4 separate regions of the Sus scrofa genome follow, and all the other regions are linked to region 1. The links are chromatin contacts, called in public HiChIP or PLAC-seq maps. All regions are on one chromosome and are shown on one strand. The core of a region is the stretch at or near the end of the contact, and the rest is flanking DNA. Distances in the headings are between cores, read along the strand shown.

Region 1 (8,000 bases), core at 3,704-6,203:
AAACCATTGATCCATGTAATAACATGGATGAAGCTCAAAAACATCATGCTGGGCAAATAAAGCCAGCTACCAAAAAGTATATATGACATAAGAATCCCATCTTTGTGAAGTTCTACAACTGACAGAAGTAATTCATGGTAAAGGAAGTCAGAACAGTGGTGGCTTTTGGGTGGGGAATTGACTGAGAGGAGAAAAGAGGAACTTTCTGAAATGATGGAAATAATTCTACATCTTCACAGAGATGGCGGTTTCAAGGGGGTAGGATTCATCACAACTCTCAATCTCACACTTAAGTGCAAATTAGATCTCAATTAAAACAGTACTGCAGGGGTCCCCTTCGTGGTGCAGTGGAAATGAATCTGACTAGGAACCATGAGGTTGCAGGCTCGATCCCTGGCCTCGCTCAGGGGGTTAAGGATCTGGCGTTGCTGTGAACTGTGGTGTAGGTCACAGATTCGGCTCGGATCTGCGGTAGGTAGGCTGGTGGCAATAGTTCCAATGGGACCCCTAGCCTGGGAACCTCCATATGCCGCAGGTGTGGCCCAAAAAAGACAAAAGACAAAAAATATATATAAAAGAAAATAAAGTAAAATAAAATAAAATGTGACCTTTTCCATAAAAATATTAAAAAACCCCTAAAAAACAACCCCCCCCAAAAAAACATTATTGCAAGGTATAAAAAAGAAAAACAATCTGGGCTTAGGATATCATATTTTTCTTCTTCTTCTTCCTTCTATTCCTTTCTTCCTTTGATGAATATGCTATGTGCTCAGCTATGTATTAAGTTATGTATTAAGTGTGCTTATGCGCTGTATATGCATGTATTTAGCTAAACAGCAGACTTGGCTCCTGCCCTCACGGAGCTTATAGGACTAAAAAGACCTGTTCTTAGTGCAGTGGCTTTCAAACTTTTTTTGATCTCCAACTCACAGTAAGAAATACGCTGTCATACACACATACACACCTATTTTATCCTAGTCTAGTTATTTTCTTTCCTATTTTATCCTAGTCTAGTTTATTGCTTTAAAAAATTAAGTCAAACCCATAACTGTGATTTTATGACTCCGCTAATGGATCATGACCTACGGTTTGAAAACCACTGTTCTAAGGCCAGCGTTCTAGGCACTGGTGCTGCAGTTAGCCAGTTACCCAGAAATTATCTGTCTGGATGTCTACGAATGTCTCTAGAGAAAGAGCTGTCTTTTCTCCTTTTGTATCCAACAGACTGAACACACAGCCGCATCCCAAATAAATACTTATCATTTGTAGAGCAGAATCATGTTACAAACATTTTTTTTTTAAAGAGTAATTAATCTCACCCCAGGAAAAACAAACAAACAAACAAACAAACAAACTAAAACCAGAGCAACTCTTCTATCCATGTGGCCTGGAACGCTACCAGCTTGGACTTGCTCACAGTGACCTTGACCCATGCTCGGGCGGAGTGCAGACCTCTTTTTCACAGCACCTCACCCAGCATCCTATGAAGACAGGCTCTCAACATACTTTTTTTTTTTTTCTTTTAATGATGAGAATAAATCACCTGCTTCTTGGACTGTTTTAAGACACCTATGCACGTCTGACAGAGGATCTGTGGATGGAGGGTCTATGACTGATGTAGCAGTGGCCCCTCACTTCCCTCGAGGTCAGGGTTTTGGTCAAAGGGGAGGGAAAACTGCCCTGAGGGCAAATGAAAGAGACAAGGACAAACCAGTAGCAGAGGTGGGGTGGATGCCTAGCCTGATTTTTTTTTAATGCATGTGAGAGAAATTGCCGAAATTGAGCATAAGAAAGAAGTGATTCTCTTCCTCATTTTGAGAACAGGATTCTCTCCCGACAGTGAGGAGCTGTTCCCCTGAGCAGGAGAAAGGATCCCGTCTAGGGCTCTGACCTCCGTTGAAGGACAGTGTTCAGATTGGCATCAAGAAGCAGAGAGAACAAAGCGGTGCCTGAACAGGGATCAGGGCTCCCACTTATTCAGTGAGATGATGACACCAGGGCATGACGAGGCTGAAACCTCTGAATCCAAAAGCCCTGGCTGAAGGGAGACAGCAATCTGTATTTTAGAAACTTTCCCCCAGCAGCTCTGATGGGAGGCCAGATTTAAGTATCAGTGATGTAGCGCCCGGGGGCGGGGGGTGTGTGGGGGGAGGTAAATGGTTCCAAACCAGTTCAATGACAAGCCCCAGAGCACCCAGCTGGTTATGCAATGGTCAATCTTAGACCAGAACCACACGTGATATTGTGACGTGTGGCAGGTTCGCTCATGGAGAAACCAAGGGAGAGGGGCAAGTGTAAGAGGTCTGGCCTGAGCCTTGCAAAACCCTGCTGCTGCTTGCCGACAGCAGGAGGCAAAGATCAGGCTTCAGGCTGGCCAGGATCTGCCTGATGCCCTGGAGACTGGGAGGCTGATGCCAAATCGGCCGGCCCCAAGCCCGTGACTTGGATGACAGGAGGGAGAGGTGAGGAAGGACCCGCTTATGCAGCTGCAGTCAGGGCTGGCTCAGAACTGGGCCAGACTGGGGTTTGCAGGTGAGCACGATTGCAAGACTGAACTACAAGGTGTGGGGAGAAGCAGCAGAAGAAATAAGGCCAAGGCTGACCCATCAGACCAAAGACAAACCCTTATCCCTCGCGCCTGCCCCCATGCAAAATACATGTGCTTAGCATCTTGCTTCTCTCCAGATGTCAGGGGCATCTGGATATCTTCCTGACCAAGACCCTAATTTGCAGTTTAACTTGAAGCAAGAACTCTCTAGACCCCCCACCTAGATTCCTTATCTACAAACTGGAGACAGTAATTCTGATCCACAAGGGTGACATGACACTCCAACAAGATAACATGGAGAAACAGTAAGTGCTTTATAACACTTTATATAAACATAGGGTAGGACATTCTACCCCTTTGGCTCCTGTCACTCACTTCTGTGTGCAGGTAGCTGATCACGGGAAATATTTCCTGGGGGATGGAACTGCACCGAGGTCATAAGCCTGGGTGTGTTTACCAATCAGAGCCAGGGACAAATTTCACCTCTCTCACTGGTTAGCTGACTCTGGATAAGTCATCTCAACTCTCTGAATTTGAATCGGTAACAACGGAGGTCATAATGCCTCCCTCCCAGGATTCTGGTGAGGACGGAATGAAAACAAGTCCGAAGTGCTTCACCTGTTACCTGGTACCTGGCAGGCGCCGGAGGCACCATGGCCTCCATCTCCATGACTGTTCTTAAAAGGCTCCAAGATGCCTGAGCAACAGAACTGGGGGCCTCCTGCCCAGATCTCTCAAACCAGGAAAGAGGCACCCCTGCGCCCCTTGCTTTAAGCACTTACATCAATAAGGTCAGACAGGTCGTGGATGTAGTACTTGAAGACAGATGCATTGGTTGCTTCTAAAGCCAGTAAGTACTCATTCCGGGCTTTAATGGCCTTCAGCTTATTCTCCGTGTACTTGGCTTGGCGCTGAAAAGAGAACACAAGTTCAATTTTACTTTTTCTTTTTTTTTCCAAAGGGGAGATTGTTCTCTCAAAGATGAACGTACAGTACATTCGAGAACCACAATTGTGCTGCGACTCCCCATGCGCGTCTGCCTTAAATTGGGTTCTAATTCTGTTTAATGAGATTCAAGGGCGCAATGTAGATCAATCCAGGCAAGGTTAATGAGGCTCCCTACTTTCGATGCGTGTCCCACTTTGGGTCTGTCTGCAGATTCCATCCTCCATCCTTGCACCACCGGCCTGAAGGAGGTGTTGCTACATGTCCCTCTGAACACCCGAGGTCTGAAGCCAAACTCTAGGTCTACAGTTTCCTTCCTGGGCTTGGGAAGGGCAACTACTCTTTCTTTTTTTTCTTTCTTTTTTTTTTTTTTGTCTTTTTGCCTTTTCTAGGGCCGCTTCCATGGCATATGGAGGTTCCCAGGCTAGGGGTCGAATCGGAGCTGTAGCCGCCAGCCTACGCCAGAGCCACAGCAACTCGGGATCCGAGCTGCATCTGCAACCTACACCTCAGCTCACGGCAATGCCGGATCCTCAATCCACTGAGCGAGGCCAGGAATCGAACCCGCAACCTCATGGTTCCTAGTCAGATTCGTTAACCACTGTGCCACGAAGGGAACTCTGCGACTTACTCTTCTTGCTTCGCTGCTAGAGGTGAAAAACTTGGAGGCCAAGTTCTTCCAATACCTAGGACTTCGTCCAGAGCCGAGAACAAAAGTCATTGGGCCCTAAAGGAACACACACCTCCCTGTTCTGCTCTCCACAGTGCCTGCTGGGAAGTTCCTATCAGTTCCGACTTCCAGAGGGTTCCTCCCCAGCCCCTACGATTGCCAGAGCACACACACCTTTTCCTTCATCTTCTCGATCTTTTTCACCGAGCTCCTCCGGACGTGCTTCTCCTCAATGCGGACGTTGGAGGTGGAGTCAGGGGAGCGTGGGGTCTGCCGGTCCTCCTGCTTTACGGATTTTCCGATTTGCTTCTCCTCCTGCTTCTCCGCTTCCTTTAGCTTGCTTTGAGCACTGATGCTGTCGGCATTGTACATGTGATATGTCTTCATGACCTGCAAGACACCCCCCGCCCCCACCCCACAGGTCAAGCCAAGGGGGTCAATTCTCTGCTTTACAGACCACCAGACACAGCTGGACCTCCCCTCCTTGAAGCGACATCCCCACCCCCTTCAGGGCAAAATTCAAAATGCGTGTTTGGTTCAGCACACCGTCTATTACTAAAGACCATTCCAAAACACAGGAAAGCAGTATTGGAACTGAGCCCACACGTCGCTATTCAAATGATTCCATGTCTTCCAGCACGTATCATGTACTTCTATATCTGAACATTGGTAAGCATTTCTCTTACATATTAGCCAAGTAGCTTCCACCAGTTAGTCATCTTACAACACAAGATGGGCAACACTACCACGCAGAGCCTGAGAGCAAAGCCTTCCTGGGCTGGCTAGGACCCTGAAGAGGGCAGCACAGCCCACAGAGCAGCCTAGACTTTGGGGACTTTGAGATATAAAATGGGGAAGAGGAACTGCTCTAAAACCCGCCCAGCATCCTGGGGATCTGTCTGGTCTGTTTTTATCAGATCAACTACGCTCTTCACAGCAGCTGGAACAGCAGCAGCAAGAACAGCAACAGCTACTACCATTTACTGAGCACTTAGTATATTCCTGCCGTGTGGCAAGCGCCCCACAAGCACATCCTCATTTCATCCTTGTGGCAATCCTGTGATTTAGACAACAACCCTACGAAGACTGGAAACCTGCAGAAAAGTTCAGGAAAGAGCCTGAGAAGGAATCAAGCCCACATCAGGTAGAACTGGAGTTGCCAGAGGAAGGAAGTAGTATCAAAGAAGAGGATACAGTTTTTCAATTTTCCATCAAAGCAACCGTCTGGGAGTCTCGTCCCTTTTCTGAATAAGGGGGTTGGGAAGCCTGGAACTTGTGTTCGCTTCCTCCCAAACACACTATTTCCAGCCCCCAGGTGCCTGATCCTTCCCGCTGGCACTCTCCGTTTCCACGGGGAGGCGGGTGGGGGGGGTCCCTCTACTTCTATGTGGAAATTGAAAATGCTTGATAACAAACCAAGAAAGCTGAAGTTCAAGAGTGCAGACATGCTGGAGTTCCCGTTGTGGCTCAGTGGTAATGAACCCCATTAATATCCGTGAGAACATGGGTTCGTTCCCTGGCCTCACTCAAGTGGGTCAGGGATCTGGAGTTGCTGTGAGCTGTGGTGTAGGGTGCAGACATGGCTTGGATCCCGTGCTGCTGTGGCTGTGGCGGAAGTCAGCAGCTGCAGCTCAGTTTCGACCCCTCGCCTGGGAACTTCCATATGCCAGGGGTGTGGCCCTAAAAAGCAAAAAAAAAGAGTGCTGATATTTTGAGGCCATGAGAGGCAGAACTAGAGAATGTCGAAGTTGTGGGGGCGGGCTGTGGGGGAGCACTGAACAGCTGAGGAGAGCCAGGGAATTATTATGCTAATACAATATTAATAAAAATCTCTACCACTTAGTATGCACTGTGTGTCAGGAGTCTTTTGTACGTCACCTCATGTAATCGTCACAACAAGTCTAGGAAGGACCGTTATTTCTGCTTTTAAAGATGAGGAAACTGAGGCTCAAAGAGATTACCTAACACACCCAAGGTCACACAGCTAGGAAATGAATCAAAATTAGGACTCAAACTCAAGTTCGTTAGACCAGGAAGTCCACATTCTTAGCCACTAGGCACCAGTGTCTCTCCTCTGCATAGGACCAAGGCTGGATTCCTTGGGAGGAAAGGCTAAATTTAGTCAAGAGAGGCTTAAAAAGGGAATCTGGTTTCATTTGCGGATTGAGTTAAAGCCACAGTGTCAAAAGGAGGCTAATTTGGCCCCCAGGGGACCCATGTCTGGAGACATTTTTAATTGTCACATCATCTGGCCACAAATGTCCATGGTGCTGAGGCTGGGAAATCCTCGGTTAGAGGGATTCTGTGGGTATGCTCATCCATTCGCTGGAGATGCAGAAAGGAGAAGACTGAGACACGGACAGAATCAATGTACTTGAGAGTTTAAATAACCTCTCATTTTAGAGGCAGAATGTTTTAAATCAGCTTCACCTTATTCTGAACCTGACATCGTTTCCCATAAGTATAAGATCTCCTCTGTATGTTCTCTATACAAGAGAAGCAATCTTTAACAACTGACACCGTTACAAACCTTCCTAAGTAATTCAAACTGTCTTCCAGGTTTCCAGGTTGGCGAAGAAGCAAGAAAGAGGCACCTATTATCCTCGCTGAAGAAGGGTAGGCAGGAGGCTCCTTTTTCTCCTTTCATGTGAATGTGACCAAGGGATTCGACAGTTTGAGTGAACAACTATAAACATGAATTGATTTTAAGAAAGTGATTTTCTATTTCATGAAGATGCATAATCAATAAGGAGGACATGCTATGAATGAACATGAGAGACAAAAAAAGGGCTCAAAGGCATAGATAGTGTCCACAAGACAACAAATGAAGGCATTAAAAATCACCAATTTATATTGCTCCTTTCCCGTAATGAATTTAAAGAACTCTCTTTAGAAGAATGAAACACTATCTCGTCTAAGAAGCTATAAATGCCTCAGGAATTTATATTTAAAGGAAATACATTTATATTTAAAGGAAGACACTTCTTCTTTTGGGTTCTCCTTTCTTCTCCAGAGTTAAGAAATATGTCACGTATACAGTGGTAGTCGTACAATCAATGTGGTTGCCAAATGATTTAATGGCACTAAATCTCTCCTCTGTGCAAATACAGGATAAGTATATCTAGTATCCTCCAACTCAAGGGGAAAACTGAGGTATTCTGAGGCCGAAGCTCAAATAATTGATGTCAAAACAATTGGATAAATAGAGAATCAACACAGGCATTGGAGAAACATATACTGAGGCAAATACAAACTAGGGGGAAAAACTCAGAAGTCTAAATTCTCAATTCTACAATGGAAATTCACTCTACTTTGAAAAACTAAATATTGAATTCATGCCTTTAGCTCGGTTCCCTTCACAAGCCATATTGAAATAGTAGAAGTGTTTTAATGATTATTTTTTAGGTATAAGCTGAGAAACAATTGAAAGAACGAAAGCAGAAGATGAAAAGGGGAAAGGCAAGTAGTAACTGACCTATTGAATCCTAAACCAAAAGTAGGGAGACTCAAGAAGCAACTAGACCTAAATCACAGAAGCCCTCAGAGGTATCAGTGGCAGTGGGATGAAGGCAGAGCTAAAAACAAAAGAAAATGCTGAGCACCTAAGAACAGTTAGACACCTAGATCCCATCCCCTCCCCAAGACAAGAGGTTTATTTTTTGGGGGGAGGGTCTGTAGACTGGGGACGCTAGGCTTAGCTGAGGATAAGGATAAGGGTACTGAACTTAAAACAGGCAGATCAACTGACAATTCTGTACTGAATACTGAGATGGCCAGGTCCCTTCCCAACTTGGCCCCCAGACATAGGCAGGAGGAGATCAGAAGAGCTTTATCTGG
Region 2 (8,000 bases), core at 1,915-4,414, 220 kb after region 1:
CTGATACACTAGAGAGAAAAAAAAAAAAAACTATGCAAAACTCAGCTTTGCGGCATTTCTATATGGAAACAGTCTTGTACTAGTCCAAATTTTTATCTTACCAGCAACAAAAGTTCACTAAAGAGTAAATGCCTGTTCTTTATACTCTTTCTATGTCTCCAACTATGTCATCATAGAAAAGTGAAGTAAACGATCACCTTTTGCAAACTGCTCTAGTCTCAGCCATGCTAATGTATTTAAAATCTATTTATGTGGAATTTCAGAAGCAGTCTTGCCTCAAGTGAGCATTCCTGAAGCTTCATTACAAGATTAAGGATTTCTTATGAAAGAGCAACAACAGGTATCACATCCATGGTCAATGTTTGCCTTTTGAGACTTGCAGAAGAGGGGGTTGACAAATATCTAAAGATTAATTGGATCTGCCAAATATGAGTACCATCGAAATTGGCCCACCAGAATGCATCTCTATGCCTCCATTCACACAAGCCTCTTCCTCTGGAAAGAGGCCCATGGTAAGAGTAGGCATATGGGAATGATTCACTTGGGAAAAGCTGTACCCAGAATATCAAAACAGTTTGCTTTCGTGTCTCTATATCCTTGCCATAATTTTTCTGCCCAAAGGAACCACCTGCTATTATGGCTGTGACACCTGAAAAGCTTTCTGGATATTGCAGGAGATTGCTCATGTGTGGGTGGATTTCCAGGCTGTTCGGTGGCATTGTTTTAAAAAAAAAAAATGTTTTTTGGGGAAAAATATTCTCAGAGACTGGAACATTGCCTTGTCTTATCAAAATTGCTCTATAGCCTTGTTCATAAATACGTTCAACCATTGAGCTACAGATGGAATTCGGTCGAAGACATACTGAGCTAATTTCCTCTGCATGATGTTACCCAGAGAAATCAAGCTGTCAGCATTCTGAAGAACAAGCCCTCAAAGAGAGATGGTAGCCAAAGACATGGGAAGCAGGAAAGACTGAAGATTCTACCCTTCCCAAATTTCATTCCACCCTCCCAAATTCATCTTTTTTTTTTTTTTTTTTTTGCGCCCATGGCATGCGGAAATTCCCAGGCCAGGGATCAAATCTGAGATCTGAGTCACAGCAGTGACAATGCCAAATCCCTAATGGCTAGGCCACTAGGGAGCTCCCAAATTCATCTTTTTTTTTTTTTTTTTAGGGCCACACCTGTGGCATATGGAGGGTCCCAGGCTAGGGGGTGATGTGGAGCTACAGCTGCTGGCCTACACCACAGTTACAGCAATGCCAGATCCAAGCTGCCTCTGCGACCCACACCAGAGCTCACGGCAACGCCGGATCCATAACCCACCGAGCAAGGCCAGGGATAGAACCTGCGTCCTCATGGATGCGAGTCAGATTCGTTAACCGCTGAGCCATGACGGGAATTCCCCTTGGAGTCATTCTTGATTCCATCCTTCACATCTTCTGCACTTTCTCTCCTACTCCCTTCCAATCCATCAGAGAGCTGGAGCTCTTTCAAATACACCCCACATCTTCCTCTACTCCAGGGCCTACTGCAGCAGTCTGCTATTTGGTCTCTGGTTGCTTTCTGTATCAGTGAGAGTTCAGTTGCAGATAACAGGCTGGCAGCTACACCTCCAATTCAACCCCCAGCCTGGGAACCTCCATAAGGGTGCTGCCATAAAAAGACCCCCCCCCCAAAAAAAGAATAGATCTAACTCCAGAGTTCCCATTGTGGCTCAACGGTAATGAACCTGACTAGCATCCAGGAGGACTCGGGTTTGATTCCTGGCCTCCCTCATTGGGTTAAGGATCTGGTGTTGCTGTGAGCTGTGGTATAGGTCACAGATGCAGCTCTGATTCAACCCTTTGTCTGGGAACTTCTATGTGCTTCGGGTGCGGCCGTAAACAAACAAACAAATCTAAGTACCCATTTATGGGTCTTTGAGTTCAAGAATACTTCTTTTTCCCTCCCCACTTCCTCTTACAGACCGTACATGAAAGACTTGTGAGATGCTGAAAGTTGGGCCTTCTCTCTTTTCTGGTTGCTGTCTATAGGATGAGTGAACACTATGAACCCCACCAGGAAAAGGAGGGAGGGTATAGCATCGCTGTTCCAAGAGAAGTATATTCTCCTTTAAATATCCAATTTGATGCCTGATGATAACACTTTATGAAGAAAAACCAAAGGCAAAATCAATATTTATTTGTCCCCTAGTTACAAGGGGTATATGTTCTTCCAGATCTCAGGGAAAGAAGAGCCGTCATACCCTTCCCCATGTTTCATGGAAGGTTTGGAGAAGAGTAAATGAAAAGCAAATGCTTAGCAGCCTGCCGCAGCTTTTTCTCTCCTGTCTGTCAAAAAATTAATGCTGATCAGGCCTCTGTAAAGGGAAAATACCCATCGCTGTTTATACCGTCGTTAATTTGAGACTGAATTCTTACTGACAGTGAACTTGTGTTTCTCAAATATAAAAATGTGAATGTATTTCCATTTAGCCCTTGTCTAGGACTGTGAATCAAATGTTGGTGGTGAAATGAAATGGACATATTCACCCTTTTGCAGTTCAGTGGTTGCAAGGAGGCCTAAAGCTGCAGAAGCCATGTGCTGGGAGAATGATTGCATTGATTAAATGCCAATTACTCCTGGACTCTTTTCAAAGGCTTCTGCTGTAGAGTTGAAACTGGGCTTTCTGTCTCATATTAGATTGGATCTCTATAATCCTAGGTGATGGCTGGTTTGGGAGCTCCAGCAATTACTTATGTCAGGTACTTTAATCAATAGCGTGCTTACTATTAGAACAAGTCTCCACACCCACTATGAAGCATTACTCAGGCTCTGTTTCCCCAGCCCCCACCCCAGGCACATGAACCTGAACTGCTTCTTTTTTTTTCTTTTCTGCTTTGTAGGGCCACACCTGCAGCATATGGAAGTTCCCAGGCTAGGGGTCAAATTGGAGCTGCAGCTGTTGGCCTGCAACACAGCCACGGCAACAGCAAATCCAAGCTGCACCTGCAACCTACACAACAGCAGCTCACAGCAACGCCAGATCTTTAACCCACCGATTGAGGCCAGGAATCGAACCTGGATCCTCATGGATACTAGTGGGGTTCATAACCTGCTAAGCCATAATGGGAACTCCCATGACCCTAGCTTCTGACCCACAGATGATGAAGTCACGCTGGTGAATCATCCTCAGCGGATGGGGGCAGCCCTCCATCCCCCAGGCAGACCTTTACCCCAAACAAGGGCCTGTCTGGAGAGATGATGGATCCTATCAGCCCAGCCATACCTGTCTCACTGTTCCACTGGGTATCAATCTTCTGGCTGGCAGCCTGCTGGCAATTAATTCTCCTATTAACAGGTGCTTCCAGCAGCAAATACTTAGAAAGGGCCTATGCTTGCATGTGGTCCCAAGGAAATTCTTTCCGACAAAGTTTTGGATCTAAGCATCACCATAGACTGATTTTGCCACCATCTCTGAACTATCCAGCAGACTATGAGAAGAAAGGACGGAAGGCTGAGCTAAAAGGGTGACTGAGTCACCAACTGGCTGAGCGACCTTAGACATCTTATTTCAAAACAGGGGGGTTGAGCAATTGGTCTTCTGAGATCCTTTCCAAGTCTAGCAGCCTATGGATTAATTTCATTTGTGCGGAGAGATTCTTATTCATTTGTCAGAGGCAATGGTATTAGTTTGCTAGGTCTGCTCTAACAAAGCACCACATCTGGGTGGCTTAAACAACATATGCTTATTATCTCACAGTTTGGGAGGCTAGAAGCCCAAAATCAGGATGTTGGGAGGGTTGGTTCTTTCTGAGGGCTGTGAGAGAAAGATCAGCTTGCACAGGGATGTCTAGTCAATATTCTGTGAGAGCCTATATGGGAAAAGAATCTGAAAAAGATTGGATGTGTGTATATGCATAACTGAATCACTCTGCTGTACAGCAGAAATTATCACAACATTGTAAATCAACTCTGCTTCACTGATGTTTTTTAAAATGAAAAAAAGAAAAAAAAGAGGAGGATCAGTTTCAGGCCTCTGTATAGCTGTCTTCCATCTTCACGGGTGTTCTTCCTTTCTCTCTGTCTGTCTCCAAATTCCCCCCCCCCCCTTTTTTGTCTTTTTGCCATTTCTTGGGCCGCTCCCGCGGCATATGGAGGTTCCCAGGCTAGGGGGTCTAATCAGAGCTGTAGCCGCCGGCCTACACCAGAGCCACAGCAACTCGGAATCCGAGCCGCGTCTGCGACCTACACCACAGCTCACGGCAACGCCGGATCCTTAACCCACTGAGCAAGGGCAGGGACCGAACTCGCAACCTCATGGTTCCTAGTCGGATTCGTTAACCACTGTGCCACGACGGGAACTCCCAAATTTCCCCTTTTTATAAGGACACCAGTTGTACTGGATGAGGGCCTACCCTGATGGTCTCTTTTTAATTTGATTACCTCTGTGAAGACCCTTTCTCCAAATCAGTTCACATTCTGAGGTACTGGGGGTTAAATAAATAAATAAATAAATATTTGGGAAGATGCAATCCAACCCATAACGGCAATTAAATATCAATGATTGGTAAGGAATAAAGAATAAGTGTTTGACTGATGCTAAGGCTGATGACCAACGGGGGCACAATCGGCTAGCAAATAAGTATAGACTGTTGAATTTATTTTATACACTGCATTGGCTTAAATCCACAAGGACTACTAACCTTTATCTCCATGTACGGATTCGGGGTAAGAATTGGCTGTGAATCCCTTTGTCCCTGAAATTCTTAGCTTTGCTGTACTTTCTAATGTTTTCCTCTGTTTTTATAATTGAAGATGAGACTTCTTGAAAAGTCCTATGACTATTTAATGAATTATTGCTCAAAGGAGCCTCCTGGAAGTTAACGAAATAGGTAAGCTAGGAGTTCCCGTTGTGGCTCAGTAGTTAATGAATCCGACTAGGAACCATGAGGTTGTGGGTTCAATCCCTGGCCTTGATCAGTGGGTTGAGGATCCGTTGTTGCCATGAACTGTGGTGTAGGTTGCAGACGCGGCTCGGATCCCGCATGGCTGTGGTGTAGACCGGCAGTTACAGCTCCGATTCGACCCCTAGCCTGGGAACCTCCATATGCTGCAGGAGCGGCCCTAGAAAAGGCAAAAAGACACACACACACACACACACACACACACAAAATAGGTAAGCTATTAGTTAATTAATGACCCTATCGAGGTTTGATTGAGTTTGACCATCAGAGGAAATCATTATGAATGGAATATGCTTTTCTGGGCTGATATGTGTCTCCTGATCACATAATGCTATTTCTATATTAGGAAGAGAGAAAAGGGATGCATTTGGTGCTGCTGACTCACACCTACACATTTGGCTTTAATGGAAATAAATGAAAGAGCTCACTCAATAGGAACAAAGGCAGATTGGGGTGGAACAGGGTAATGTCTCTAAAGAAAATGACTGGGAGTTCCCGTTGTGGCTCAGCGGAAATGCACTTGAATAACATCTATGAGGACGCAGGTTGAATCCCTGGCTTCGCTCAGTGCGTTAAGGATCTGGCATTGCGTGAGCTGTGGTTTAAGTTGCAGACGAGGCTTGGATCCTGCATTGCTGTGGCTGTGATGTAGGCTGGCGGCTACAACTCCTTCACCCTCTAGCCTGGGAACCTCCATGTGCCGCGGGTGCAGCCCTAAACACATAAAAGAAAAGAAAAGAGAATGACTGAAATTCAGATTTATCAGCAACATACACCTTCCTCATCACTGGTCTCTTTTCAGAGACTTTCTAGCACTGAAATCCACTAGGTGGAGCAAAGGACCAGGAATTAGCTGCCAGGAGCCCTCACAAGTGAATCGACAGCCATTCCTTTTCCTCTGCAAAACTTAGACAAAGGCCCGGGACATTTGGGTTTCTCAGACAGCTTAAGATCAAATGCTCCTTGCTCATTAAAATGGATAGTAATCCAAAGAAGAAAAAACTTCAGCTTTGCTGAGCTGGACAGGATTACTAAACACACAGAGGCACACCCTTCTTGGACGTGTTCCGCATGGCTTGGCTCTCATTACACATTTCCTTTCTGCTTTCATTGGTGGCAGATGGAATTTGGGGCAGACCTCTTACCCAGGCTCCTGTAATCCAAAGATCCTATGCTTAGATCATATGTCTTTTTCCTGAGATAACCACCCGAAAAGTCTGGTATCAACCTGGTTTCTATTTAAATAGGATCTCTTTGATTCCAGGCCCTTGGATGAATACTTCCTTCCTTAGATTCCAATCTTGTCTCCTCCCAACCCCCCACACTTATGAGTTCTTGCTTAGCTGAGCAGAGACCAGGAATTTGACTGATTTGTCTCTGAGAATGTTTAAGGTGTAAACGGGGGACTATCTCAGTTCCCCATCAGGTTTTTGGTCCCTTTTGCAAAGCACGCTCTGTATGCCTTTGCATTCAAACTGCAGGGGTTAAATGTCTTGTGTCTTCGTCCAAATATACGACCGATGGAAAACATGGTTTTGTTTATATATTATAATCATGATTCCAGAACCGCACAAATCCAAACACTTAGAGAAGGGAATGATGAGGGAGGTAAATTCCGAATCTAAAATTACTTTGTTTTCCGTGGCTCTGACCCTGTGACAGGAGCATTTATTCAGCTATGAACTTCTCTGTCTTCTTTCTGTATTTCGCTTCCTCTTTGATCTAAGCAAGTTAGCTAGGTGCTCAGTAATACCTCACCTTAGAGATTTTCTGCAGAATTATCTTGCAGACGTTGAGTAAAACTTGAGTTCACTGAAGAGAGTAGTCTCCATGCTTCTGAAGGTAGCAGGAAAAGGGAAGGAGAAAATGTCCCAAGGATATGAAGAAGTTTGGAATGCAGAGATGAGAGTAGGTAAGACTACACACTGAGGCTGGGTCAGTAGATCTCTCTGTGGTAACCAGTGTTAGCTGACAACGGGCAGGGTCTCTGCCAGGCCAGACCCCAGGACCTTGTGCAATCCCTGGAATGGGGACCGCCAATCATCACTGAGGCTAAATTTTCTGCACACAAAGCTGGATGGGGACCCAGAAGCCGATTTAAGTTGATTGAAAGGCAATATAAATGTTCTTGCATATCTGACTCTGGCTTTGTTTTCTAAGATTCTCATTGTCAGAGTTCCTGTTGTCGCTCAGCAGTTCAAGAAGTCGTGTCCATGAGGATAAGGGTTCCATTCCTGGCCTCACTCAGTGGGTTAAGGATCTGGCATTGCAGTGAGCTGTGATGTAGGTCACACATGTGGCTTGGATCCTGCATTGCTGTGGCTGTGGTGTAGAATGGCAGCTGCAGCTCTGATTCGACCCCTAGCCTGGGAACTTCCATATGCCACAAGTGCAGCCCTAAAAAAAGTAAAAAGAAAAAGATTTGCATTGGCTATGCTGTAATTAAGAGTTCGTCCTGGAGATCTAAGATTGTTTGGAAGCAGTGTAACACGGTGGCTAAGATTCTGGTTTTAGAACAAAGGTGCCAGGGTTCAGAGCTCCCACTGTGGTGCAACGGGATTGGAAGCATCTTGGGAGCACTTGGACACGGGTTCCATCCTGGCAGCACTAGGACGTGGGTGCCATCCCGGCCCAGCACAGTGGGTTAAGGATCCAGCATTGCCGAACCTGTGGCTTGGTTTGAGGTCGTGGCTCAGATCTGATCCCTGGCCCAGAAGCTCTATATGCCATGGGGCAGCCAAAACAAAAACAAAAAAGCAGTGCCAGGTTTCAAAATCTCAGCTCTGTCACTGATTAGGTGGGACTCCTTGGACAAATTATTCAGTCGTTTTCTACCACAATTTTCCCCCTCTGTGAAATGGAGATAATATTAGTACTTACCTTACAAGGTCCTGGTTGATTTAAGCCAAATAATACATGCAAAGTATTTAGAAAATCAGTGCCTGGCATACAGCAAAATTCAATGAGTGTAAGCTATTATTCCTATAGATTTTTTGTGTGTGTCACTCTTGTAGCTGTTGAAATTTTAATTACTTTTGAAAATATACACAC
Region 3 (8,000 bases), core at 3,957-6,456, 180 kb before region 1:
GGCACCCACAGATATCTATTGCCCCCAAGTTTTTTTTTTCTTTTTTTTGGGGGGGGCTATACCTGCGGCATATGGAAGTTTCCAGGCGTAGGGGTCGAATTGGAGCTGTAGCTGCCGGCCACAGCCACAGCCACAGCAACTTGGGATTCAAGCTGAGTCTGCGACCTATGCCACAGCTCATGGCATCCAGATCCTTAACCCACTGAGTGAGGCCAGGGATCGAACCTGCGTCCTCATGGATACCAGTCAAATTCGTTTCTGCTGAGCCACAATGGGAACTCCTGCCCCAAAGTTTTACTGAGAAAGCAGTACCCAGGGTGTGAACAGATCACTAATATGGTAATCTTCAGAGGATAAGTCAAAGACTCTGATTTGTATTCCCCTGCCAGATTTTCAAGTCCTCCAAGTCCTCAATCTATAGGTACAGAGCTAGAAAGCGGGAAGAGGAGTTCCCGTAGTGGCTCAGTGGTTAACAAATCCAACTAGGAACCATGAGGTTGCAGGTTTGATCCCTGGCCTCGCTCAGTGGGTTAAGAATCCCGTGTTGCTGTGGCTCTGGCGCAGGCTGGTGGCTACATCTCCGATTAGACCTCTTGCCTGGGAACCTCCACATGCCGCGGATGCGGACCTAGAAAGACAAAAAAAAAAAAAAAAAAAAAAAGAAAGTGGGGAGATTTGTCTTCTGGGGTGGCCCAATATGGAGACAGAATGGAGAACCCACTATGTTATGATTGTAAAGATACAGACATTGGCCTTGAGGTATCTCTCCTAGGAGGCTGACACATCTCCATGCATCTGGCATGGGCTGCATCTGCTCTGATTCAGCCCCTGGCATGGGTGGCAGATGGTTGAGCTGTTCCCAATGCACCCAGCGCATCTAGGGCACTGGTGAAAAGCAGAATTGTGTTCCTAGGTCCTAAGCCATGGAAAGGGCTGTGTCTTCCCTTAACTCTCAGGGTTCCTGGGGTACAGCCAAGTGGAGAGGCTGGGTGCTAAGGGCCAGAGCAGAGATGCCCCCTGAAACAGTGATCTTCAGACTTTTCAGTTAAAGTACCCATTGCACCAAATAAAGAGAACCATCCTCTTGTGGCCCCAGGTCTGTCTCAGAGAAGATTTACCCTAGATTGAATAATACTTTAAGAAAACACCCCAAACACTGGCGAATTAATTCTGCATTCTAATCAATGACAGGCAGAGTTCCCGTTGTGGCTCAATGAGTTAAGAACTCAATTTGTATCCATGAGGATGCCAGTTTGATCCTTGGCTTTACTCAGTGGGTTAAGGGTCCAGCAGTGCTGTGAGCTGTGGTATAGACTGCAGATGCAGCTCAGATCTGGCATTGCAGTGGCTGTGGTGTAGGCCAGCAACTGAAGCTCCGATTTGACCCCTAACCTTCCATATGCTGCAGGTGCGGCCCTAAGAGGAAAAATTAAAAAGAAAAAAATCAAGGACATGCGTAGTCTTAATTTGGGTCACTGGAGAGTGACCCAAGGAGCTGAGAAAAAGAGACTCTGAGTGAAGTCTATGGGGTTTTTTGGTTTGTTTTTGTTTTTGTTTTGTTTTTTTAGGGCGGCACCCACGGCACATGGAGGTTCCCAGGCTAAGAGTTGAATCGAGCTGTAGCTGCTGGCCTACACTACAGCCACAGCAACGCCAGATCTGAGCCGCATCTGCGACCTGCACCACGGCTCATGGCAACACTGGATCCTTAACCCACTGAGGGAGGCCAGGGATCAAACCTGTGCCCTCACGGATCCTAGTCAGAGTCGTTTCCGCTGTGCCATGATCTGTGGTTTTAACTTCCTCACCTGAGCACAGGGCAGCCCACCAAAAAGCCCCAGCAATGAGGGGGACCCCCCAGGGTGAGGAGTGGGCTGAGGAGATTGTGCAGGAACCATCAGATACATTCATGCCCAGTTTTCTTTGGACCTACATCACACAAACCTCATTTTTTTTTTCTTTCTTGCCAGAAATTTCACTCTCCCTGTTCTTAAACGAGTCAGCCTCTTCTTCCTGCACTGCTTTCACCTTACTCCTGTCCCCCTGTCTGAGATCCTTCATCTGGCAAGGCCTCTCTGACCACCCCAGCCCTGAACAATGATGACAATGACCCATTTATTATTTACTGGCTAACTATGCGCCAGGCACCCTTCTACTCACTTAGCATGTATTAGTTCATTGCATCCTGACCACAAGTTTATGGGGAATGTACTAATTATGCCCATTTCACAGATGAAGAAATGGAGCCCCAGGAGGTTAAAGCTAACCTATATCTAAAGCTAACACTCAACTATTCTGCACTTCAATATCCATCTATGTATACTATCCTCCAAGCAGACCAACCACCCAGATTTTTCTTCCCAACCAGACTGAAGCTCCTTAATGACTCAGACTGTATTTCCCTCTCTTCTCTAAGCCTGGTGGCTCTGAGCATGAAGCAGAAAATAAACGCGTGCTCAGGAACCTTCCACGGTCCCCCATTGCTTACAGGGGGAGCAAAACAATCTTCCTGTCTGCAAGCAATTACAGTGCAGTGAGTCTTGGGTTTCCAGTTTGGACTGAGTTCTGGGAGAGGAGCACCTGTCTGGTCCACCACGGAGTCCCAGAGCCCCAGTCCAGCCAGGCACCTGGCAGAGGTTCAGGCAAGACCTGCAGGATGAACAGAAGCCTGTGTTTGGGGTGTGACCCCCATTACCAAGTGAACTTGAGAGTCAGATCATGTCTTTAAGCCTCAGTTTCCTCATCTATAACAATCCTTTATTACCTCATAGGATAACAATCCTTTATTGCCTCATAGGACGGACGCATGAGAGAGTAGGCAGGTACTGTGACCATCACTCCAGGCACAGAAAGTCCTAATCTCATTTTTCACTTTCCTGGATCACTTCCTCTGCTACAGGGTTTATATCCTCTTGCCACAGGGTTTATCCATTCCTCTTTCTACACTAGTGGTTGGCAGACTTTTTTTGTAAAGGGCCAGGCAGTCTCCATTGCAACGACTCACAGCTGTCATTGCGGCAGAGAGCGACTGTAGGATGAGTATAGCTGTGTTTCAATAAAACTTTATTTATGGACACTGGCCCACGGACAGTAGTTTGCTCACCTCTGCTCTACACTGCTGTTTGTGCAGTTTCTCTGCCTAGAACATAGAGCCCCCCTCTCCCTCGCTCCACCTTCCCTGTGTAATCTCCTGATGATATTTCTCTGGCCCACAGCAATCCCCTCATTCTCTGCTCTCCTAACCTCCTAGACACCTGAATTTTAGTTCCCAAGTGGAGAAAGGTATGTACAGGTTTGCACTGATCCTTGCCTTTCTCCTGATAGCATGCTTGCCTCAAGAATCAGATATTTCCCATATATTTCCTCCCATCACCCGTGGATGGGCCTTTAGTAACTTCGCTCTCACTTTTTTTTTCTAAATTTGTTTTGTTTCGTTTTTGTTTTTTAAGGGCCGCACCGCAGCATAAGGAAGTGCCCAGGTTAGGGGTCGAATCTGAGCTGCAGATGCCAGCCTATGCTGCAGCCACAGTAATGTGGGATCCCAGCCACATTTACAACCTATACCACAGCTCATGGCAATGCCAGATCCTGAACCCACTGAGCAAGGCCAGGGATTGAACCCACGCCCTCATGGATAGTAGTCGGGTTCACTAGTGTTGAGCCACAACAGGAACTCCTAACTTCACTCTCACTGAATGGATACTTTTCCGCTGCACCATTTTGCTACCTCTTAATAGATAATTTTCACAAATAGACAAAGGCTTTATGGCTTCATTGGAGTTCTGCTTTCTCTCCTCCCTTCCCCAAGGAGGAGACAACAAGCTGGCCAAGGAAGGATGCAGGTGGGCAGCCAGACTCACTCACTGGCCCAGGGACTCACTCCCAAACGAAAGCCCCATGACCCCAAAGCCTCAGATTCCTGCAAACTCCCACAGGCCATGGACCTCTGCAGCTCCTACTAACATTAGTTACCTCCATGCTTTCAAGGGCCTATGGAGGTGTCTTCACAGCCTGAACAGCTACATTTAGCATCTAATTATACACTGCCTTTTATTGTTTTAATTATTGTTTCACATGTGTTAATTCCATCTCCCCAATAAGACGCTCCCTGGAGGGGAGTCATGCGTGATATCTGATGATTGCGCTTCCTTTGCACTCCCTGCGGGGCTGTGTGAGTACTGGGTTGACCTGCAAGGATGTGTCAGATAAATGCCTGCTGATTGAGGAGTTCCCGTCCTGGGGCAGTGGGAACAGATCTGACTAGGAACCATGAGGTTGCGGGTTCAATCCCTGGCCTTGCTCAGTGGGTTAAGGATCTGGCGTTGCTGTGAGCTGTGGTGTCGACTGCAGACAAGGCTCAGATCTGGCATGGCTGTGGCTGTGGTGTAAGCCAGCGGCGATACGATTCAACCCCTAGCCTGGGAACCTTCATATGCTGCGGGCACAGCCCTAAAAAGACCAAAACAAAAACAAAAACAAAAAAACTGTTGATTGGGTGGCAGGGAAAGGGCAGACCAGCTTGGGTGATTCTCAGCCCAGAGCCTGGCATGGGCACCAGTCAGGTCCAAGGGCACCTCACACTGACCTGTACCCCAAGGGGCGGCCACTGAGAAGCTGCTGGCTGTGTGGGGCTGTAGGCTTTGGCTGGAAGCCAACTCCCTGGCTAAGCTCTTTGCAGTTTCTTGGTGAGAATGAACACAAGACCATCAAATGACCTGTGACCTCTGGTGAGTCACTTCCCATCTCAGGGCCTCAGTTTCCTCATCTGTGAAATCATGAAGCCAGACCAGAGAAGGCCGAAGGCCCTCTGCAGCTCTATGGTTTTACACAGAAGATAGGATAGGGTAGTTTCCTTCCTCACTGCTTCCTCTTCTGTTTTTTTGTTTGTTTTTTTTGTCTTTTGTCTTTTTAGGACCACACCCGTGGCATATGGAGGTTCCCAGGCTAGGGGTCTAATCGGAGCTATAGCCACTGGCCTACACCACAGCCACAGCAATGCCAGAGCCAAGCCACGCCTGCGACCTACACCACAGCTCACAGCAATGCCGGATCCTTAACCCACTGAGTGAGGCCAGGGATCGAACCCACAACCTCATGGTTCCTAGTCGGATTTGTTAACCACTGCGCCACGATGGGAACTCCTGCTTCCTCTTCTGTTTCAGAGAACTGGGTGTGGGGAGGGGGCCTCTCGGAGGAGAGCTGGGCGCTGGGCTGGGCTGAACTGCAGCAGTGATGACTGGCCTAAAACACACTAAGACCATTTTGCACGTTTCTCTATAATTTGACTTTTCTTTTTACTTGCTGCTGGCTTTCTGAACTCGTCTGCCAGACCTCACGTTCACCAAGCTCGAGTAGGTCCACATCTATTGAGCTCAAACAGTTTAAGAAAACAAAACAAAAACGACCCCGGAAGCCAGTCACCGTGAGCCTTTGCCACATTTCCTCTTTCTTAGCTCTTAGCAAATCTGTCAGCAGCAATTCTCCTGCCCGTTGGGTGGAAACCATCTCCAGGCCTCGGTCAGGGAGGAAGGCCCCAGGCATCGGCTGCAAGACAATGACCACCTGCAGGTGCCTTCCGTGCCATCCTGCTGCCCAGTGGCTGGGCTGACCCCAAGCCCCCTGCATTTCTGTTGGGCCTGTCCTAACTAAGGGCCCCCGAAGGGAAGGGGCAGGCACTGTCCATCTGGGCTGGGTTCAGAACTCCCTGCTCGATGCCCAGAGCACAAGGCTCACTGGCCCCTCTGTGATGGTCTCAACCAAATGGGAAAGAGGAAGCCCCAAGGGGCTTCATCCCAGGGACGCCTCCTGGTCCCGATGGGGCCGTGTTCTGGAATGGCTTACCCAGCTGTGCCCATGGCACTGAAGGTGTTGATTCCCAGACAGTCCTCCATGGAGCTGTCCAATGTCCCGAAATAAACGAATCAGAAACTCCTAACCTGTATTCTTTGCTAGGTTATTCCCAGCAGAGGAAAGATGGAAGCATGCAGCCATCCAGACAAGCAGAGCTATGTGGCATCTGAGCTGCTTTGGGGGGAGATAGGGGAGGAGCAGGGACAAAAGGGGAGGGGACATTTGAGAAACTGGAAAGAGACTGACGTCCCCAAAGACAAAAATATACAGCAGATGGTCAATGCAGAGAGTCAGCCAACAGTAACTGAATGAACTGACTATGAGGTGAGGACTGGGAAAGGCACCTTGGGACATGAAATTGATGGGGTGTGGTCCCTGTCCTTGGAGCCCACAGGTTATGTGAGGAGCGAAGACAGAGACACATTTGCTGTGGACACTGGAACAAGGATGTTGTAAGCCGGGGCTGAGCCTCAGAGGCTTTCCAGGCTGCCCGGCCCAGCTCCATGTGTATGGGTGTCATGCTAGTGGACTCTCTGGGCTGTCAGCATGTTCTGGAGCCTGGGTACAGTGTCCCTTGATTTTTCCCATGGCCATCTCAGTCTACAGGCAGAAGCAGGTCATCTGGTGTAGCAGGAGCCCCACACAGAAGGCTGGGAGACTTCTGTGGCCTTGGAGCTACGCAGCCAGGTTCAGGCCCCGCCCTGCTTCATCAAGGTGATAGAAACCTCTACAGCTAGGCACTCTCAGGGCTTCGAGGTCACAATCTCATTTAATCCCTGTGATAGCTCAGCAAGGAAGGTAGGTTTGCTGCCCGCACAGCTGGCCACATGTTGGCCTTTGCCCACCAGACCCTTGGTCTTCTGTCAATACGAGCAAGTCATTCTCACTAAGACTTGGTTTTCTTTGCCTGCAAAATACAGATATGAAGGACTTCTTCTTTTTTCTTTTTTTTGTCTTTATAGGGCAGCATATGGAGGTTCCCAGGCTAGGGGTCCAAGCAGAGTTGTAGCCACTGGCCTACACCACAGCCATGGCAACATGGGATCCAAGCCGCGTATGCAACCTACAGCACAGCTCACGGCAATGCCGGATCCTTAACCCACTGAGCAAGGCCAGGGATCGAACCCGCAACCTCATGGTTCCTAGTTGGATTCGTTAACCACTGCGCTACGACAGGAACTCCTATGAAGGACTTCTTTATACATTCATGGCAGCGATGGAATGAGATCACGCACCTGGAAGTGCTCAGCACCATATAAATACTCAATAAACGGTGGCTAGTGCACTGCCACGGTCACCACCATCAGCCTCAGTAGCTATTTGTCTGGCAGAGCAAAAGCGAGTTTGGTTGAGAGGGGATCAACCCCATGTGGGAGTCCTCTTGCCTTAACCTTGACCCCTGTGGGCCTTTCAGCCTGGGTCACCTCCCAGCCCTTGTGCATCCTAAGTACCTTGATCTTTGGGGCTATGGGCCCCTTCTTCCATTAAAAAAAAAAAACTATTAGAAATTATATGTTATGATTTATAGCATTGGTATAAAATCGAATACTTTCTTCAGCTGAAAAGTTCTTTTCTCCTGATTGTACAAGAAATTAAAACATTTTTGTGGGCCCCTAGCACCACATGCCTACTGTGTCCCACGGAGAAGACGGTGGTGCTTTCAGCTCTTGAGTCCCAATAGGGCGACCAGCAGTCCGAGTTTTCTCAGGATGCAGGACTCTGGGTGCCCAGATCGAGAAGGCCCCAGGCAAACCAGCATGTTTGGTTACCACAGGCCCAGGGACACTCTCAGTCCTAGACGGACTCCCTCCTCTCTCTCTCTTTTTCTGTCTTCTGCGGGACACTGCTTGCTCTTCTGTCCTCGTAAAGCTGCATCCTCGTACTCTAGCCTGGAGAATTTCCTGAGAATCCCTCCCTGCACCCCTCCCGCTGCCTGGTTGTGGCCTGGACACAGATGCTCTGGCTGCCTCTCAAGATCAGCACACAGCCTTGCAGCTTGGTCACAGAACATAAACTTCCCAAGGGCAGAGACTGCCTTATTCACTGATGCAGTTCCCAGGACACCACCTGGCACACAGGAGCACCATGAAGTATTTTAATGAATTGAATAAAACACAAAGAAGTGGAGTTCCCATTCTGGCTCAGCAGAA
Region 4 (8,000 bases), core at 4,084-6,583, 150 kb after region 1:
AGCTGAGGCTCTAAGAGGCCATTGTGGGTTTTTTTGGTTTCTTTTGTTCTGTTTTGTTTTTGCTTTTTAGGGCTGAATCTGCGGCATATGGAGGTTCCCAGGCTAGGGGTCCAATCAGAGCTATACCACAGCCACAGCAACTTGGGATCCGAGCCCCATCTTCGACCTACACCACAGCTCACGGCAACGCCGGATCCTTCACCCACTGAGCAAGGCCAGGGGTTGAACCTGGATCCTCATGGATATGAGTTGGATTCATTTCCACTGTGCCACGACAGGAACCCTCATAAGGGGCCATTTGCAATCACCAAACCTCAGCACCTCCCACCTAAAATATAGGGAGAAACGCTTCATGTGGAATCTCGTGTGTTTTCATGAATACTGAGTCATGAGGGTAACTAGAAAGGTATGACTATGAATAATGACATTATCACAACAACAAGGACTAACACAAGCCCAATCTGCACTGTTCCGACAGGACCAGGCTGTTCTTGAATGTGCTGCCCTTCCTCTGCGAAACTCAGGAAAGGAATTTCTAGACACCCCCTTGCCCGCCTCCATTCCCCCCACACCATAGCACTGCTCTGAAAAAAAGCGACAGTTCCCAACTACAGACGCCTCTCTCTGTCAAGGTGATACTTGAGAGTCCCAAGGTTCTTAACCCACAGAAACTGACAATGTGCAAAACAGATTCAGCATCAGGGAGAAATAACAGCAAAGGTGTGTTTATAAACCACATTCTGGCAGCAGATTTCTCAGTGAAGTCATTGATCATCTCAAAGAGCTAAATTAAAACCCCACATTACTCAGGAAGTAGGTGTGAGAAACATCTTATTTACCAAATTAGAAAAAGGAGGAAGAAAGATATGACATGCACGGTGGCGGAGACCAAATTACACGGTGAGGGAAGCTGCAACATTTGGGAGACCCAGTCCGAGGCGGATTTGTCAGCTGAGTCGGAAATCATTTGATGTGACCTTGGACTAATTATTTAACTTCTGTGCCTCTGTCTCCCATCTGCGCCTGGATCTCCCACTCCCTGTAAAGGAGAGCAGTGATTTCAGACCCTCCTGTTTGGACAGGGATGTTCTGAAGCTGAGATCTTGTCTCTGGAAGCCCCAGAGGGTTCCTGGAGAAGGACAGTCCACACACAGAGGGCAATGTCTTTCGTAAGATAATTAAAGAGATCAGGCTGCTCTTAGAAACACTCCCACACTACGGAGGCTCCCCGTGTCATGGCTCCAGAGTTAGACAACCAAACTACTGCCTAAAATGCCAAACCCAGGGTTGGGGCCAGTCCTTCTGCAGATAAGGTCAAGACCTTACTGTGAACCCAATCCCACATGTATAATAACTACATTCAAGTGTCTAGTAAACATGTAAACACCGTTTGGTGGTGCTTTTAAATCACCAAGATCTCCCTGACCTGACCCCATGGTTACCTATTTGGCGAGATGGTGTGTAAGGTATGAAAGAACAGATGGGCCGTGATCATGAACTCCTGGGCTAGTCCTGATCCTCAATTTCCACCTCTGTATTACAAAGCTAAGAATAATGAGGAAAGATGTGAAATGTTGCAGGCACAGGCCAGGGATCATAGAAGGAACAAAATAAGTACCCAAACCCTCCTCCCTCCTGGGGCTCTGCTCAATAAATAACAAGTGCTGTTAATCCTTTAATCACAGTTCCAGGGAAAAAAAAGAAAAGAAAAGAAACAGAAAAGGGTTCACCCATAAATATCTTCACTGCTTTTATTCTCCTATAACCCTTTCTTTGACTGGAGCAGAGTAAACAGGCTGAACTTTCAGGAGGATCATAACGCGAGATGTCCCAGGTAAGCCAGACTCATAAACTCCAGACAATTAGGAGGAGACTGGCTTTTCACGGACTGCCCCCTACCTGGCCTACTCAATGACAGAAGCAGACCTGGTCCTTTGTCCCAGCTTCCCAAAGGAATCCATTACCAGGCACACGTGGCTCCGGTGGGATGTCGGGTCAAAGGCTTTCTATTCCGGCGATTGTGGTCTAAGAATAGAAGTCCTGAACACCAGGCAAATGGATTCACAAGGATCGTGTTCATTTACTGTTCAAGTCACCCTCCAAGGACTATTTAAAGCACAAGGCCGGCAAGCCCTGTGCTCTGAACAGGAGATGGAGACAGGGAAACGAGCAGAGCATGTTGTTAATATAGTTCTCCAACGTACACACACAGCGCAACTTGTAAACCCCAGTTTGGGACGCAGGGTCCATCCTCACCAGCTCAGACGTTTCACCTGGCTGTCTGTCAACCCCTGAGCAGGAACCGTCAAGTTCATCTTCCAAATGGAGAGATGGCAAGCATGGAGGGACAGAGGCGTACATTCCGAAGTCCCCTGTGAGTAACAGAAACGGCTGGAGCAGATGTGTGTTCCCACGCCGGGCCCTCCCTAGGCATTCCACCTTCTCTCGCTCTAAACTCACGACCTCCCCACAAGGCAGGCAGTTGTTCTGCTCACTTTTTTTCTTTTTCTTTTCCTTTTCTTTTCTTTTTTTGCTTTTCTAGGGCCGCACCCTCCGCATATGGAAGTTACCAGGCTAGGGGTAGAATCGGAGCTGTTGCTGCCAGCCTATACCACAGCCACGGCAACACCAGATCTGAGCCATGTCTGTGATCTACATCACAGCCACAGCATCGCCAGATCCGAGCTGTGTCTTCAATCTACACCACAGCTCACGGCAACGTCAGATCCTTAACCCACTGAATGAGGCCAGGGATCGAACCCGCGTCCTCATGGATGCTAGTCGGGTTCGTTAACCACTGAGCCACGACAGGAACTCCCTGCTCACGTTTTCTAATGGGAACACGGAGGTCCTAGGAGATTAAGCCATGTGCTCCAAGCGACACACCTAATACAAGACTGGCACACTCACTACCTGAACTCCGGTCTCTCTGACACTAAAGCTTGTTGTTCGGGCTTTTGTTTGTTTCTAGTTACACCATACTCTCTCTTGGTTTCTCTCCGCTAACTTCCGAACTCAAGGGACCTATAATCCAAAACCAAACTAATATTTAGACATGAGGTCTCATGCCTTCTTCCTGATGTCATCAAGGTGGTGAGCAAAGAGCCTTGGCCACCCAAGGCCGTCAGCAGTGTCTTTCAGGGACAGACACCAGACCATAATTCCAATTAGCTAGACAAAACACATGAATTCCACATCGGAGGGACCTTTCCCAGAAAACAACAGAAGACCTTTAGCCCCTGATAATACTTCATCTCATCACTTCTCCCGTCCAGACAGCCCTTTGCTTCAGCTGGCTTCACATATTCTGGACCACACGGAAGACAGATCCAGCACCTTGGAAACATGAAGCCCAACAGGCAAGTTTTCTGGGATCCCATCAACGTTTTATTTTATTTTGTGAAGTCATTTCCCTGTCCAGCTTCCCTGGTGCATATCTCGTGTCAGACCTCACATTTCCTGGACCACATGTAAAGGGACAACTCAGCCCACATTCCACAGAACTGATCACAATTCGTCAGATCAAGGGCAAGATCAAATCTCTAGTCTCTCACTTTTGCAGCTCTTAGAGAAAATTACCTTCTTGGAATTTTTTATTTATTTATTTATTTTTTATTTTTTTGGTCTTTTTAGGGCCCCATCCGCGGCATATAGAAGTTCCCAGGCTAGGGGTCGAATGGGAGCTGTGGCTTCCAGCCTACACCACAGCCACAGCAATGCCAGATCCAAACTGCACCTGCGACCTACATCACAGCTCGCGGCAACGCCAGATCCTTAACCTACTGAGCGAGGCCAGGGACCGAACTCGCGTCCTCATGGACACTAGGGTCATCAATAGCAAGTGGGGGGGGAAGTCATGCAAAAAAATTCAGTAGTGGAGATAAGCCAGCAAAAGTAAATGCGACACAGTCCAAATCAAGCTGGGCACATTCTCACAATCTGCTGGAAATGACTTTACCTGAAGCCTGCGGGACTCCTTAAACTCAGCACTGAGATGGTGAGGTCTCCACAGGGACCCTTGGCAGGAACTTCCACACTCTTCCAAGCTAGGTCTCCAAGGCCTGGCGCTGACAGGGTCACCACTTTCATGGAGAAGCTTACAATTCTGTTCTCTCCTCTCCTCCCCCCATGAGACATGCTAACTGGCACTTGTTTTATCTACGAAGGCTAGCCTGTGGCAGCGGCATAGTGTGACAGCTGGAAAATTCGGGGACCTCAGCAGTCAATGCACAGAGTTACCACAAACAGAAGCATGCTGTGAACCAGTTGTCAAAGTCTCCAGCCGGGCTTTCCCTCACACTCATCTCACACGAATCTTAATCCGATCAGGAGAGAGATAAAAGCAGACCCTGAGGTTCCTGTGCATCCCTCTAAAGGAGGGAAAATTTTCTTTCTTTCAAGAGGGGTGACCTGGCCATAATAACCTTTGGGGTGGCTAAATGGCCTTGGTGTTCTGAGCAAAAAAAGAAAGAAAGGAAATGAGACTTTTTTTTTGTTGTTCCATTTAGGGAAATGAGGAAGTGGAATGGTTTCTCTCCAGGCCCGATCCCTTTCTGAGAGTCGGTTTGGAGGTAATGTCATAATTTCAGGCTCTCCTTGCAGAAATCCTCCTTGCATTTCATACCAGGTTCTAAATAAAGACGTGCTCTTGGTTGACTTGTAGCTGTTGTCAATATTAGGTTATAAGCACTGGGTAAGGGCTGGAGCCCAATCAAAGTATGCTTATAATAATGATCATTCAGAGGGAGCGACAGTGACCACACAGATCCTGGCTAATACCATCCAAACCCGAATCCAGGAAAATGCTGCCTGGAAGCATTCCTCCCTACCAATCACACCTTCAGACAGGGAAGCTGGGTGACTGGTCCAGTTTCCAGACCCTGATATATTCAAATCAACTGGTAGTCACTGAGTGACCAGAAAGTAGCCAGCAGGCACTGTGGCTTTAGCATGCGTCAGGCATTTCTACTCAGTCTTTAATTTGCAAAGGCCAATCGGGTTCGACCCCAACGTGAGAGACGGAACAACAAATCAAGGAAGACCTCAGTTCCTGCAGCAGGTTTAATCCAGGCAGCCGAGGCAGCCCCTGAGCCTCTTTCTCAAAGACTAAACCACTCAGAGCAGGAAGCGCTGGTCCATCTACCACGTAGATGCAGATCGTCCCTCTGAGAAGTAGGACAGGTTCCCAAGTCTTTCTCTCCTTTCTCTCTAGGTCCCTTCAAAGAAAAAGCCATCCCCTCCTCCATCTCAGCGTGGGACACACAAGTGTAACCTTTTCTACCAAAAGAGGAAGGTCTGGAGGACACTAGCAGCTACCAGGAGTTTCTCTATGACTCGAAGCCCCTTGGCTCTCGGCTGGGGCAGCCGGAGTCCACATTTAAAAGCATCTTGTTTCCTCTTCTTCTCTAGGTTAGAGCCCAGCTAAGAATAGCGAGCCATTCATGCCCATGTGTACACATCCTTTTCACTTGCTGTTTTCTCTTATATATGCATGAAACCCTGTTCTTGCATATCTTCCAAGGTAAACAAAAATATTTTTAAGTGGGCACAGAGCAGCAGTTTTATTCCCTGTCCAGTCTTCAAGAAGGCACTGCCCGGAGGAACTCCGCTCCAGAACCGAGTGTCACAGGAATGGTTGAGGCACCGGCTTCCTCTCTGAAGCCCCAAAGAGAGACTCACACTCAGAGAGGGGAACCCTAGTGGCAACAAGCTTAGGATTCCCTCGATCTGCCCAGACTCACCTCTGTGGATGTCCTAAACCTACAGAAGACCAGAAGGCCATAAAATTGGTCTCGTTTTATTAAGTTGAACCATATGAAAGTACCTACAAAATGAGGATTTCATATGACTTAAACTAACAGAATCCTAAAAAAGCTAATCAGGCATTTTGCAATGAGCAAGAATGCAAAATCCATTATTTCCCAGATAGCTCCACCCATGACCATTTCCTATTAGACTTTTTTTTTTTTTTTTTTTTTTTTTTTTGGCTGCGCCCATGGCATATGGAAGTTCCTGGGCCAGGGATTGAACCGGTGCCACAGCAGCAGCAGCAACCCGAGCCGCTGCAGTGATCACATCCAATCCTTAAGCCGCTGCACCACAGGAGAACTCCTTCCTATTAATCTTTAGTAACTAAAACATTTTTCAGGAAAGTTAAAAGCTGTAAGTTATAGGCTCATTATGGGACCCCTTGTAAGATAGGCTTGGCATTGGTAACAAATATCTTTTCTCTCCATTCCTTCCCTATCTGTATCCATATCCACATCCAACACCATTCTTGGTCCTCAAGAACTCACGAGTAACAGGCAAATAGAACACAGGGTGAGCAGTTGCCCTTGTGGTGAAGGGGAAACAAATCCGAGTAGGAACCATGAGGTTGCAGGTTCGATCCCTGGCCTCGCTCAGTGGGTTAGGGTTCTGGCGTTGCCATGAGCTGTCATGTAGGTCACAGAGGCGGTTCAGATCCTTTGTTGCTAGGGCTGTGGCGTAGGCTGGCAGATGTAGCTCCAATTCCACCACTGGCCTGGGAACCTCCATATGCTGAGGGTGGGCCCATAAAAAGCAAAAAAAAAAAAAAAAAAAAAAAGAAGGAAGAACACAGGGTGAAAACTGCTACTCTATAGAAAAATACACAGTCTGCATGTAGCTCAATTACAACATTTCCCACACTGAGCTTGGATGGTCGTTTGTATGTGGGCCTCGTGATCTGATGACACATACTCAGGGGCAGGAAGAGTGTTCTTTTTGTCTTTGAACCCCTGGCCTCCAGCACAGTTCTCACACACAGTCAGTGCTCAGTGATGTTTGTTGAGTGACTGAATGACTCAGAGGCTTGGGGCATCTCTCTAAACTGAGGCAAGTAAGCAGTGTTCCTATTACCAACTTTAATGTTCTTATCTGTTTTTGGCCACACCCACAGCATGCAGAAGTTCCTGGGGATCAAGTCTGTGCCACAGCAGTGACCCACACCACAGCAGTGACTGACCCAAGTCACAGCAGTGCCTAACCTGCTGAGCCACATGGGAACTCCTTAGGTTCTTATATCTTAGACCAGACTACTAATTATAACACTAGAAAGAGCAAGGTCTTAATTATAGAACTAGAAAGAAAAGCAGGGGGTGGGGGGAAAGGAGAAGGGGCACTACACTTTATAATCAAACAAGCCTGAAATTACAGATTAAAAAGCCTGCCTCTAGCTGGGAGTGTGGTGGCATCTTTTTCTCTCTCAATTTAACATCCTTTGATTCCAATTGATTTTCCTTACAGAGCAAGTTCAACACCATCAGCAGTAAAGGAAGTGAAGGTGTTTTATGAACTAAAGCAAATGGGATGAACCCAAACCATTTTCCATTTGACTTTTGGAAAAGAGTATTCACTAGGGTCGGGGGGGGGGTGTTATTCCCTCTGGGGGCTGGAATGCCTTGTATGAGTTCAGAAAAAGAAAAAAGAGGAGTTCCCGTCATGGCGCAGTGGTTAACGAATCCGACTAAGAACCATGAGGTTGCGGGTTCAGTCCCTGCCCTTGCTCAGTGGGTTAACGATCCGGCGTTGCCGTGAGCTGTGGTGTAGGTTGCAGACGCGGCTTGGATCCCGCGTTGCTGTGGCTCTGGCGTAGGCTGGTGGCTACAGCTCCGATTCGACCCCTAGCCTGGGAACCTCCATATGCCGCGGGAGCAGCCCAAGAAATAGCAACAACAACAACAACAAAAGACAAAAAGACAAAAAAAAAAAAAAAAAAGAAAAAAGAAAGAAAAAGAAAAAAGAAATCTAATTCATATGGGCACCAAAAATAGGTTTTTTGTTTTTTGTTTTCTGGTTTCTAGGGCTGCACCTGCGGCATATGGAAGTTCCCAGGCTAGGGGGTTACACCACAGCCACAACACCAGATCCGAGCCATGTCTGTGACCTGCACCACAGCTCACAGCAACACCGGATCCTCCACCCATTGAGTGAGGCCAGGGATTGAACCTGCAACCTCATGGTTCCTAGTCAGATTCGTT

What was found. HiChIP or PLAC-seq counts read pairs in DNA pulled down with a chosen protein or histone mark.
Region 2: an H3K27ac HiChIP or PLAC-seq map of alveolar macrophages shows a contact between it and region 1. The contact joins two enhancer-like sites. A contact is called at or near these places in 2 of 47 Hi-C or Micro-C datasets (alveolar macrophages and embryonic fibroblasts) and 1 of 2 datasets of contacts at active chromatin or transcription factors (alveolar macrophages).
Region 3: a contact with region 1 is called in an H3K27ac HiChIP or PLAC-seq map of alveolar macrophages. The contact joins two enhancer-like sites. A contact is called at or near these places in 1 of 47 Hi-C or Micro-C datasets (epiblast stem cells) and 1 of 2 datasets of contacts at active chromatin or transcription factors (alveolar macrophages).
Region 4: a contact with region 1 is called in an H3K27ac HiChIP or PLAC-seq map of alveolar macrophages. The contact joins two enhancer-like sites. A contact is called at or near these places in 1 of 47 Hi-C or Micro-C datasets (embryonic fibroblasts) and 2 of 2 datasets of contacts at active chromatin or transcription factors (alveolar macrophages and skeletal muscle).

The regions. Positions count from the first base shown.
Region 1 is chr9:67,032,609-67,040,608 of Sscrofa11.1, reverse strand. SRGAP2 (SLIT-ROBO Rho GTPase-activating protein 2) reads right to left here. Exons shown (of 23, transcript XR_002335789.1): 6 at 4,338-4,553; 7 at 3,331-3,459. Among named protein-coding and RNA genes, the nearest start is that of IKBKE, 86 kb to the left of the region's middle. Within about 2 kb of position 4,953, at least 8 of the 83 cell types and tissues checked have an H3K27ac peak or open chromatin away from gene starts, as enhancers often do. A contact at or near this core is called in alveolar macrophages, where this site is marked.
Region 2 is chr9:66,810,900-66,818,899 of Sscrofa11.1, reverse strand. No RefSeq gene overlaps it. Among named protein-coding and RNA genes, the nearest start is that of SRGAP2, 23 kb to the left of the region's middle. Within about 2 kb of position 3,164, at least 3 of the 83 cell types and tissues checked have an H3K27ac peak or open chromatin away from gene starts, as enhancers often do. A contact at or near this core is called in alveolar macrophages, where this site is marked.
Region 3 is chr9:67,217,732-67,225,731 of Sscrofa11.1, reverse strand. All of the region lies in intron 2 of RASSF5 (ras association domain-containing protein 5), which reads right to left. Among named protein-coding and RNA genes, the nearest start is that of EIF2D, 40 kb to the left of the region's middle. Within about 2 kb of position 5,206, at least 19 of the 83 cell types and tissues checked have an H3K27ac peak or open chromatin away from gene starts, as enhancers often do. A contact at or near this core is called in alveolar macrophages, where this site is marked.
Region 4 is chr9:66,880,749-66,888,748 of Sscrofa11.1, reverse strand. All of the region lies in intron 2 of SRGAP2 (SLIT-ROBO Rho GTPase-activating protein 2), which reads right to left. Among named protein-coding and RNA genes, the nearest start is that of FAM72A, 45 kb to the right of the region's middle. Within about 2 kb of position 5,333, at least 7 of the 83 cell types and tissues checked have an H3K27ac peak or open chromatin away from gene starts, as enhancers often do. A contact at or near this core is called in alveolar macrophages, where this site is marked.